Regions from separate parts of the Mus musculus genome. Here region 2 is linked to region 1. A link is a contact called in public promoter capture Hi-C data. All regions are on one chromosome and are shown on one strand. The core of a region is the stretch at or near the end of the contact, and the rest is flanking DNA. Distances in the headings are between cores, read along the strand shown.

The links. Capture Hi-C pulls out chosen DNA fragments and counts their contacts.
Region 2: a promoter capture Hi-C map of liver shows a contact between it and region 1. The contact joins the promoter of Barx1 here to the promoter of A830005F24Rik in region 1. A contact is called at or near these places in 15 of 39 promoter capture datasets (the 3T3-L1 cell line, the C10 cell line, the HPC-7 cell line and 6 more), 2 of 15 datasets of contacts at CTCF or cohesin (the G1E-ER4 cell line and embryonic stem cells), 12 of 484 Hi-C or Micro-C datasets (the N1E-115 cell line, Sertoli cells, embryonic fibroblasts and 6 more), 20 of 115 datasets of contacts at active chromatin or transcription factors (the 230-238 cell line, T-cell acute lymphoblastic leukemia, craniofacial prominence and 10 more) and 3 of 9 other capture datasets (adipose tissue, liver and pancreatic islet).

What each region holds. Positions count from the first base shown.
Region 1 is chr13:48,510,599-48,515,662 of GRCm38.p6, reverse strand. It overlaps A830005F24Rik (RIKEN cDNA A830005F24 gene), which reads right to left and starts at 2,093. Exons shown (of 2, transcript NR_165458.1): 1 at 2,034-2,093; 2 at 824-1,529. Zfp169 (zinc finger protein 169) reads left to right here and starts at 2,227. Exons shown (of 5, transcript NM_026450.3): 1 at 2,227-2,368.
Region 2 is chr13:48,660,732-48,665,795 of GRCm38.p6, reverse strand. It overlaps Barx1 (BarH-like homeobox 1), which reads right to left and starts at 2,760. Exons shown (of 4, transcript NM_007526.4): 1 at 2,457-2,760; 2 at 479-770; 3 at 311-395. The coding sequence starts at 2,679. Gm36606 (a long non-coding RNA gene) reads left to right here and starts at 3,004. Exons shown (of 4, transcript XR_382336.3): 1 at 3,004-3,257.

The DNA.
Region 1 (5,064 bases), core at 844-3,343:
AGCTTATCTTAGGTGATGGCTTTTGGAAGTGTTTCGGATTTATGAGCAGAGTTGGCTCCTCAGCTGGGTCCCAGCTGCTGAGGTCTGTTCTGGGTCCAGTCCCTTTATCTCTCTCTATCTTTTTACACTCGAGCATGCGGGTGTGTGTGTGTGTGTGTGTGTGTGTGTGTGTGTGGTGTGGGTACGTATGTGTTTGCACATGTGCATGTGTGTGGAGGTCAGAGGCTGACGTCAGGTGTCTTTTTCTGCCACTCTAGTCATACAAATTGCATGGTGGCACACGCCTTTAATCACAGGACTTGGTAGGTAGGGGCAGATGAACCTTTGTGAGTTTGAGGCCAGCAGGGGCTACAAAGTGAGTTTCTGGACAGTTTCTGGAGAGACCCTATCTCAAAATGCAAAACAACAACAACAAAATTGAAGCAAGGTGTTGAGCATCCGAACCCGAATCTTCATGCTTGAGCACCATGGCATGCACATTATCCACTGAGACCATCTCCACATGATATTTCTTTTTACTTAATGTATTTTTATTTAATGCATTTTTATTTATTTTTATAAGTATTAATGTGTTTTGCCTGCAGGTAAGTGCACTGTGTGCATGCAGTTGTCTGTAGAGACCAGAAGAGGGCATCTGATCCTTGGAAGTGGAATTCTAAGCAGTTGTGAGCCATCTTATAGATGCTGGGAACTGAACCTGGGTCCTCTGCAAGATTCCCAAGTGCTCTTAACACTCGGTAGCCACCTCTCCAGCGCCTCTCCTTATTTCCTAGTATTATTCTTACTGATTTTATTTTTTCTTTATCTGAACAATATAGACCCATTTTACTGGCATGACATCTTTTAATTGAAAACTTGACATTCCATGTTTTTTGCCTTATCAAGTGTGGCGTGTATCCTAAGTATGCTCAAACTTAAAAAAAAATAAAATGAAGTTACTTGTAAACAATTTGATCTTTTCTAGGCTTAGTTTTGCATTTTCCTAGGTGAAACAAGAAAGGCTCGGGGGCCCCATCTTGTCTTCCTATCAAGATGAAACCATTTCCAGGTATTATGTACAACTCTGAAGGCTTTATGGCCTCATAGGAAGAGGTGTTGTTCCTCACCCCCTTTATTCCCACTGACATTTTTCCCGGGACTTTTCCCTGGGATGGCACAGCTGTGTGTCGCGTGCTGTCAGTGTTCGGTGAACGCCCGAGGAAGGAGCCACTGAACCTCTGTGGATTTCTCTGGTCCTTCGTACTGTCCTTTGAACTGAAGCTGCCTTGGTTTCCCCAGGGCCCCGGCTTCGTCTCAGGTTGACCTCCAGGTCTTGCTCGGGTCTCCCTTCTCTGTTCTGTGCCAGAACGGTTTCTCACCAGGGGAGTTCGCTGCTCACTTCGTTTATTGTCCACATCACTGATATTCCTCCATTGTTTCTGTGTGCAGTGCTTCCCCATCGGTTTCTTAGTCCATGTTGTCCTTTTAAAGCTTGTTTTATGTGGAAGACTGAATCTGGTCCCTGTTGACTTCTGCTGTTTGCCACCTCACTTTAAGAAGCAAATGGGAAATAATTTGAAAATACTGCTCACGTCAAATACTAGAAATACAATTGAAAATTCAAATTCAATTAAATTGAGTTCCGCTCAAATTCCTAGTCTTTTCGCAAAGATTTTTGTCTTTCTGTTACAACCAAGAAGTGTTTTTTTGTATGAGCAAAATAGTTTAAAACATTACACTATGAATATCTTCAAACTTAGTTTGCCCTTGTCTTTTTGTAATCATTTTTTAAAAAAAGTATTATTTTCAAGAAACAACACCCACAGTATCCACACATGCTGCAGTTTAAAACACACGACTCACAGGCACGTAAAAAAGAAAAAAAACAAAACAAACAAACAAACAAAAAACCAACCAAGATTGAATTGGCAGGAGGAAGGCATCTAGATAGCACATCTTTTTTAAAAGAATTGATTAATGAGCTTCCTTAGAAGTACGCAAAGATTACTTCGGTTTGGCTTTTCTGCTTTTTTTCTGTTTCTCTAAGATCTTACCCTGTTGTCTTGCAGTCAATGAAAGAGTCCGGCAGTGCTAGGGAGCCCCTCCTATAGTCTGAAGCTTCGGGTTGCAGCCAAGTCAGCATGGGGTGTCCTGCAGTACGCGGCATTCTGGGTATTGTAGTTCCCCCATCTCTAGCGCTGCGTGGGTAGTGAAGTGCGCGCGCGTCACCCCGGTCGGTGTACTTCCGCATCCTGCAGTCGTCACCTGTGCCTGTGGACGATTCTACTGCGGTTCTGGTGAGCGAAAGTGCAGACGTCCTCGGCTCTTGCAGATCCCTCCAGGCGGGGAAGAGTCCGGAGAGCTGGCGTGGGCCACCCACAAGGTTCAGGTGTCTGCCGCTGCTCCATCCTCGATGCGTGGAGTCTTTGGGAGTGGAATCAGCTTCTCTGCCCATCCCGGAGGAGGGTCTCGGTGAAGACCCTGGGATGGGGAGGGGGCCATGTGAGAACGGGGTTAGGGGTCCACTATCTTGTCCTAAACAAGCTACAGGTCAGTCTGGCCTGCTTCCCAGGCTATGACGCTGTAGGTGTGTCCCCTGTGTTAGTGCCAGGTCAGGGAGATTGGACCTGGGGCATCTAGATGTCACCTTTCCACCCCCGCTCTCTGTTGAGGTTTGTGAGGGATCAGAGCCATCCTCCACAGGAACAAATGTCTGAATTGGTGAGGACAGAAGTCTTGGGGAGCTGCACTCATCATGAATTTGGAAATACAGCTTGGTCGCTTGCCTTGCGGGGAAAACATACAGAATTGCCTGGCTGAATGCAACGGCAAAGACCAAGAGACTAGAGCTAGTCTTGAAGTTTGGAGTCTTGGTGTGTGACAAGGCTTGTGTGTGTGGTGTGTATGTGTGTGCGCGTGCGTGCCTGTGTGTATATGTGTGTAGGGGGGAGTGGGGGTGGCCTTTTTACACATTGTGGGCTAATGACCTTGTGTGGCTCCCTTGAGCTCTGGGATCTTCCAAGAGCCTGGAGTGATGTAATGGGAAGAGACATTTCCCCCATGACCCAGGGCTTGTTGGCTCCCTGAATTTCTGGCGGTGTAGCCTGGTTTCTCCTTTTCTCTTTAGTTCTCTGATCTATATATACAACTCATTTTGATTATATTCACCACTGAAAATTCTGTCCCCAGTCCACCTATCTTTGTGACCTATCTTTCTTTTTTGTTTCAAAACCCTTTAAGACTAACTTATGCTGAATTCAATATTCTTGAATATTTCATTGGATTGTTATTGGCTTACCTCGGGCTATATACTCTTAGAGAAACCCTTCTCCTCCTCTCCCAGCAGCTAGTAATTGCCGTAGCTTGGTACTAGGTATTTGGTGCCGAACTCTTGTCTCTGTGCTGAGATTTGTTCTGGTTTGGGCTTGCACGGGTCTTGTGCATGGTGTTGTAACTGCAGTGAGCTTGTATGTACAGTTGCCCTATTGTCTGTACTGGCTGGTTTTGTGTGTCAACTTGACACAGGCTGGAGTTATCACAGAGAAAGACGCTTCAGTTGGGAAGTGCCTTCATGAGATCCAGCTGTGGGGCATTTTTTTGGTTGATGATCAAGGGGGGAGGGCCTATTGTGGGTGGTGCCATCTCTGGGCTGGTAGTCTTGGGTTCTAGAAGAGAGCAAGTTGAGCAAGCCAGGGGAAGCAAGCCAGTAAGAAACATCCCTCCATGGCCTCTGCATCAGCTCCTGCTTCCTGATCTGCTTGAGTTCCAGTCCTGACTTCCTTTGGTGATGAACAGCAATGTGGAAAGTGTAAGCTGAATAAACCCTTTCCTCTCCAACTTGCTTATTGGTCATATTTGTGCAGGAATACAAACCCTGACTAAGACACATTGGTACCAGGAATGGGGTATTCTTGTGACAACCTGATGATGTTTTGGGGAGGACTGTGGAAGGACTTTGGAACTTTGGGCTAGAAGATCCATTCGGTATTAAGAGCTCTGTGGGATGTTGTATAGGAGCTTGGAAGATAATGTTGAGAACAGTGCACAAGATGGAGGCCTGGCTTGTGAAATTTCAGAGGGAAGACTAAAGACTCTTATCAGTGCCGCTGCTATTTTTATTGTGAAGATTCTGTGGTTTTGGTTAGCTGGGGCTGAAGAATCTGCTGTAAATAACAAGATACCAGAACTACTAAAGTGAAAACTTTGCATTACTGGGACTATTGATGCTGGTGAGCTGGAGCTAAGAAATTGAGATGGCTCAGGGGGTAAGAGCACTGACTGCTCTTCTGAGTTCAAATCCCAGCAACCACATGGTGGCTTACAACCACCCGCAATGAGATCTGACACCGTCTTCTGGTGTGTCTGAAGACAGCTACAGTGTACTTATTTATAATAATAAATAAATCTTTGGCCAGATCGAGTGGGCTTGACCTGAGTGAGCAGAAATCTTAAATTCAATTCCCAATAACCAGATGAAGGCTCACAACTATCTGTACAGCTACAGTGTGTACTCATACACATAAAATAAATAAATAAATCTTAAAAAAAAAAAGAAAGAGAAAAAGAAGTTAGTGGTGATAAGAAGAGACCAGCATCACTGAGGTGAAATCTTCTGGGAAGTGTTTTCTGAGAGCACAGAGGCTGTGTTCGAGAGATAGCCAAGGTTGTACCTTGTGCTGTGGCTGGACTTTGTAATGTGTAAGAGTCACTCAGGTTTTGAAGGCATGAAGGGGTCATGAAGAGCAGCTGAGGCTCTACACTGTGAGAGACCATAGAAGGCCATTGGTGAAGGTGCAGCCTCAGTTGCAATTGATGGCCCAGGACTGAAGGGGTCATGCAAAGAAGTTGAGGCTTGGCACCATGAAGAGAGCCTATGAGAGGCTATTGGTGAAGCCTAGTTACAGTGGGAGATAGCAGTGTTTTGGAGATGTCAGTACCATGAGATGACCATTGAGAACAGCAGCAGCAGTGCAGTACAGGCAGCTGGAGCTTAGAAGACAAGGAGTCTGCTACAAAGGGCAGAACTGGACAAGTGACCCAAGCCCTTGGAGGAGCCCAGAACATCATGAGTTGGATCCCAGACAT
Region 2 (5,064 bases), core at 1,511-4,010, 150 kb before region 1:
AAGAATCCGATCAAGGACCACCGGATGCCCAGGGCCCAACCACGGCATCACAGTGACTCTAGGCCCTAAAGAAACGGTGGAGGTTTAAAGAACTGCTGAGGAGAACGAGCGGAAGATGGAGGAGTTAGAAGCTGCCAGGAGGTGCCGGGGATGGGGGTTCTGTCCTAATGAACCCAAGCAGACACAGCAGTTCACGGGATGGGATGGGCAGAAGTCTTAGTGTGAGGAGGGCGGGAAGGTATTTCTTGGAGGACACCAAGGACAAAGCCCAGGAAACCCCAGCCCGCAGGAAGCCACCAGCCACACTTACTATTTTCTTCCATTTCATCCTCCGATTTTGATACCACGTCTTCACCTGTAACTGGCTCAGGCCCAGGGACTCAGCTAGATCTATTCTGGAAAGAGTAACGCACACCCTCAGCGGGTCAGGCCACCACCTGCCTACCCTTCCCTCGAGCCCAGTCTTGCCCGGCACTACCTGTCAGGGGTAGAGAGGTACTTCTGCTTCTCGAAGCGTTTCTCCAGCCCCATCAGCTGCAGCTCAGTGAATACGGTGCGACTCCGGCGTCCTTTCTTGGCTTTCGCGCCAGGTTCACCAGAGCCAGCTGCTTCCAGCTTCCCGCGGAGTTGCAGCTCCAGCGGCAGGTGCGATGCGCCTGCGGGGCCGGGCATCCCAGGCCCGGCGGCCAACAACGCCGAGCCCAGCCCGGAGCAGCCGAGCGGCGCCAGTGGGAACTTGAACACTGCGGCCTGCTCAGCCTTCAGCACCGCTACAGAGCAAAGAGAGAAGGGGAGAGAGAGAAGAGAGAAAGATCTGGGTGAACTGGATTCCAGCCTCCCACGCCACAGCGCTTTGCTGCGTTTGGGAGCCCGAACCAGCCACTCCCTGGGGATTTAAACCCAGCATCCTGGGCGACCCTCCTTCAGGTAGCTATCCCGAGGAGTCTAGAAAAGAGTATCCCTCGCATCCTTTGCTCTTTTTTGGAGTCCCCATGAGCCAGTAGGCTCCGAGATTTCAGGATGCTTTAGAGCAAGTTCGCTGCTCCGAGGACATAGAGTATGCCTTTCGTGAAAAAGAGAAACTAAGAAGAAACGGGTGAATTTGGAAGCGGGGGCGGGGGTGGGGGAGCTTTTGCATTGGGAAAAGAACGTTGTGGAATGTGAGCATTTGTTTTTCTGGGCGCTGTACCTACATCACTGGCTGAGGCTTGGACATTGGCGAGGAAAGGGTCACCAAAGCATCCTTTGAACCTGAAAATTGTCTTTCTTGTTTCCTCTGTTCAGACCCCCTCCCCCCAAGAAGCATGAAGACCTCTCCATGTTCTTTAGCCCTAAATCGGCTGTTTGCCCGCTTCAAACGAATTGCCAACAACAGAGTCCTTTTATAGTGAACGGCAGCAGAGAGGCTGTGAACCAGATGAACATCAAAGAGGCAAACTGGACTGGCTGCTACCAAGACTGGACAGAATCTGGGGCCGGTTCCGGAGGCCGCTAGCTGAGCTGGAGTCTATATTGGACGCTTCCTTTCCTGGTAGGCTTCTCCTAAAAGAGATACTGGAAAGGATGGATCTGCCTGGCTGAGAACCATCAGGGTAAGGGGAGCATAGAAAACATAGCAGGAAGTGGGAAGAGAATCTTGCGGAGGGGGAGAGGTAGAGGGGAGACAGATCCACTTTACCAAAAGGCTAGGAAGGAGGTCAACCAAAGAGAGTCACTAAGCCCTAAGCCGAGATGCAGTACAGGGCAGACTGCCTCACAATCTCCCAAGAGACAAGACGGAGACAGAAAAGATCTGAGCAAGTGCTTCAAGACGCACGAAAGCCCAGCAGATCTCGGGATGGAAGGACCAACTGGGCAGCGGATCACAACCAGGCCTCTTTCCCTCAAACAAGGCCTACGGAGACCCTGGCCGCAGCACAGGCCTCGGTCGGTTGCTGACTGGAAAGCACGGGGTTCTGAAAGGCTCCTGGATGGCTTGGGCATCCAACACTATGCGACACGACCCTCTTCTCCAGAGCTTTCCCAGTCTGGGCAGCTACTGTTATGCCCAGCCAACCCTACCGCGAAACTCAGGCTTCCCCTGGTTTGAAGTCATTTTGATCCAGAGTGCTCGGTAGATTGATTTTGTAGCAACCATAGGGATGCGGTCTCTGGCTCCTGGCCTCGCCTATCACCCGATTCGAAAAAACTCGAAGCCGCCCTGAAGCAGAAGACAAACTCTCTTCTGGTCTGACGCGAGGACACAAGGCCTGGTTTCTGCCTAGCTCATTGCTCGCACCCTCCACTTTCCCGTTGGAGTGCGCGAAGAGAGGTAGGTGCCTCGGGCCTGCGCTGAGCTGCATCCCAGGTCGCTCCAGAAACAGGGGAGAAAGAGGATGAATTACGGACAACCCCAGGTCTCCGACTCCCACCCGCCCGCCAAGCCCAGTCCTCTGCGCGGCGGCCGCTGCACGTACCCAGGTGGCTGTGGAAGGGCCGGGCGGCCAGCAGCGCCTGTACGCCGAACTTGAGCAGCTCGCCCGCGGCGGCAGCGGCGGCCGCGGGCGCTGCGCCCTTGGGCCCCGGAGGCTCAGTGAGGATCTCTTCGATCATGAAGCTGCGGTAGCGATGCGGTCGGTGATCCGCACAGCCCTCGGGCGGACCGAAGCGCGCGGCTCCCGGCTCCCCTGGCCGCTGCATCGCGGCTCCCGGGGATGCGCCCGCGGCTAGGAAGCGACGGCGGCTAAGCTCCGGCGCGGGGCCCGCGCGGGGCTCTAGGCCGGCCCGCAGCTCGCGGCGGCGCGCGGGCGCCGGCTCATGCCCCCTCCCCCGCCGGCTGGCCGGGCGGAGGCGCAGGGCGCGGGCGGGGCGCGCGGGGCTCGGCCAGTCGGACCCGGGACTGCGTCCCCGCCCCGCGCCGCCGCGCCTCTAGCCTGGCCAGCCCCGCGTCACTGCCTTGCCCCGCCCGCCCTGCCCCGCCCCGCCCCGCGCTGCCGCCCCCCACCCACTAGGCCCAGCCGGAGGGAGGGACCCAGGAGGGAGGAAAGGAGGTTGAGAGGAGGGAAGGAGGGAAAGAGCCCGGGATAGGGGCTCGCAGGCCGGGACCAAGGGAAAAAGAGGAGAGCTCGCCCAAGAGGACAGCCCTGAGGATAGGACACTGCGGAGATGGGCAAACCGAGGATCTTGAATGAGAGGCGTGAAAAAGTCTGAAGACAGACAGCAAGGACCACGCAGGATCCTAGGCAGTGATGTGAAGGTGTCCAAGACGCCTCTTAGACGTGAGTGCGCCGAGACGTAGAGAGGAGAGAGCCCCAGAGGTGCAGGAGGGCACGGGGAGGGCACAGCAGCAAGGCCAGCGGACTGGGTGGGATGGGGAGGGGCTGGAGTGGTGGTGAGGAGGAGGGGCAAAAGCCAAGCTGGGAAAGGGGTAGCCTTAAACAGCTTTCCCAGGTCTGCGAGATGCTGTAGGGATCCAGTGCAATACACCGGGGTGTAACTCGCAGGGTGGTGACCATGCCTGTGCACCACTTCCCCCCCTTCCCTGTCCACCCCAACCTCAGTTTACCATTTTGATCTCAAATCTCTGAAGCTACCCTGGGAGAAAAAAAAAAAGATTCTCCAACTAGGATTTACCTAAATTTCTAATTTAAGCTTACCTGGACACATTTTCTCTGGCAACCACCAGACTTAGTGGGCTGAGTTATGTTTACTTAGAGCAAGGGATAGAATAAGGGCAGATGAATAAAAAGGGGAAAGACTGTCACTGGATGAACTTTGAGGCAGGGGATCATGGAATACTCTGAGAGTCTGGGGACCTAGCTCCATCTCTGAGCCTCCAGTCTCTCACAGGACTAAAGATGGGGCTGTTAGATCATTCTCTTTTTCTCTCCCCAAATTAACCTCTGTTGAGTGTGCCTCTTTGAGTCTTGGCACTGACAGTTTCTGAGCTGTCTCAAGTCTGGAAGACTTGACTCTTGGCTCCAGGGAGTTTGTGGGGATGGAAGGTGAGACTTTTCTATACCCAGGGTGACCCATGCCAGCTGTTCAGGGGTAGCAAGAAGGGTAGGGTGTCCTCAGGAGGCTAGGAGAGGACTTGCTGTATTTCCTATCTGCCTCTCTCAGGAGTCTTGGGTTCTGTCTCCACCCTGTCCAGCCTTCCTAGACTGGACTCCATGTTTTAAGCCACTCCTACTTCCCACGAATGCTCTCCACAGAGCCTAAGCCCTCACTGCTGGGAAACTGAGTTCATCACACTATATCCCAACTCTCCAAGTTGAAATAATTTCTTCTGCCTGCTGACGGGGTTGGGGTGGAGGGCTCAGAAGCCTACTGGACTGTAGCATCCGGGACACTAAGAAATGACCAATAGCCTTTGACCATTGAGCCTGGGAAGGGGACAAAGGGCATCTTTCCAAATGTTCTGCTGAGATGCAGACCCCCCCCCCCCAAAGCTCATTGCTACAGCTCAGCCAAATGTGCAGCGACTTTCTGAGTCAGGAGACCACCATCAGGACTGAAGGGAAGCAGTCTTTAGTGGCTTCCCGTTGCTTTAGACTCCTGAAAGGGGATAATCAGGTAACCAAAATAACTCTTTAGAAGGGTGATACAGGACCCACTAAGACCACCCGCACACATATCAGAGACAGAGTGGCAATGGGCATCTTCCCACTGAACAGAAAGGAAAGTCGGTGTCTACTCAGGACATAGGAATCTTGGCCAACAACCTCCTTTCTCAATACAACTCAATCCAAGGACTGGTTCAGGCATTCCAGTGAGTAGAAGCGGCTTTCTAGGTACCATACCTATACCAGAACAAAGGCCTTTCTGCCTATACTGCTTCCACTCTGTCCATCCCTGGAGGGCTCAACATCAGGCCCCTCCACTTCCTCTTGGGCATCGGAAGGAGTATAGCTTGGAATGGGTTCTACTGGGGAGGAGTCCCAGCCAGCTCCCATCCTATCTTCTCTGATTTTGATCCCGACAGAAGCCACCCTGTATTTGAACACTATGCGCCTTCCTTCCAATTTCAGCCAGGTTTCCCCAAAACGCAAGGTTGATCCTGGAAATGGGTCTGAGCTACCAAGA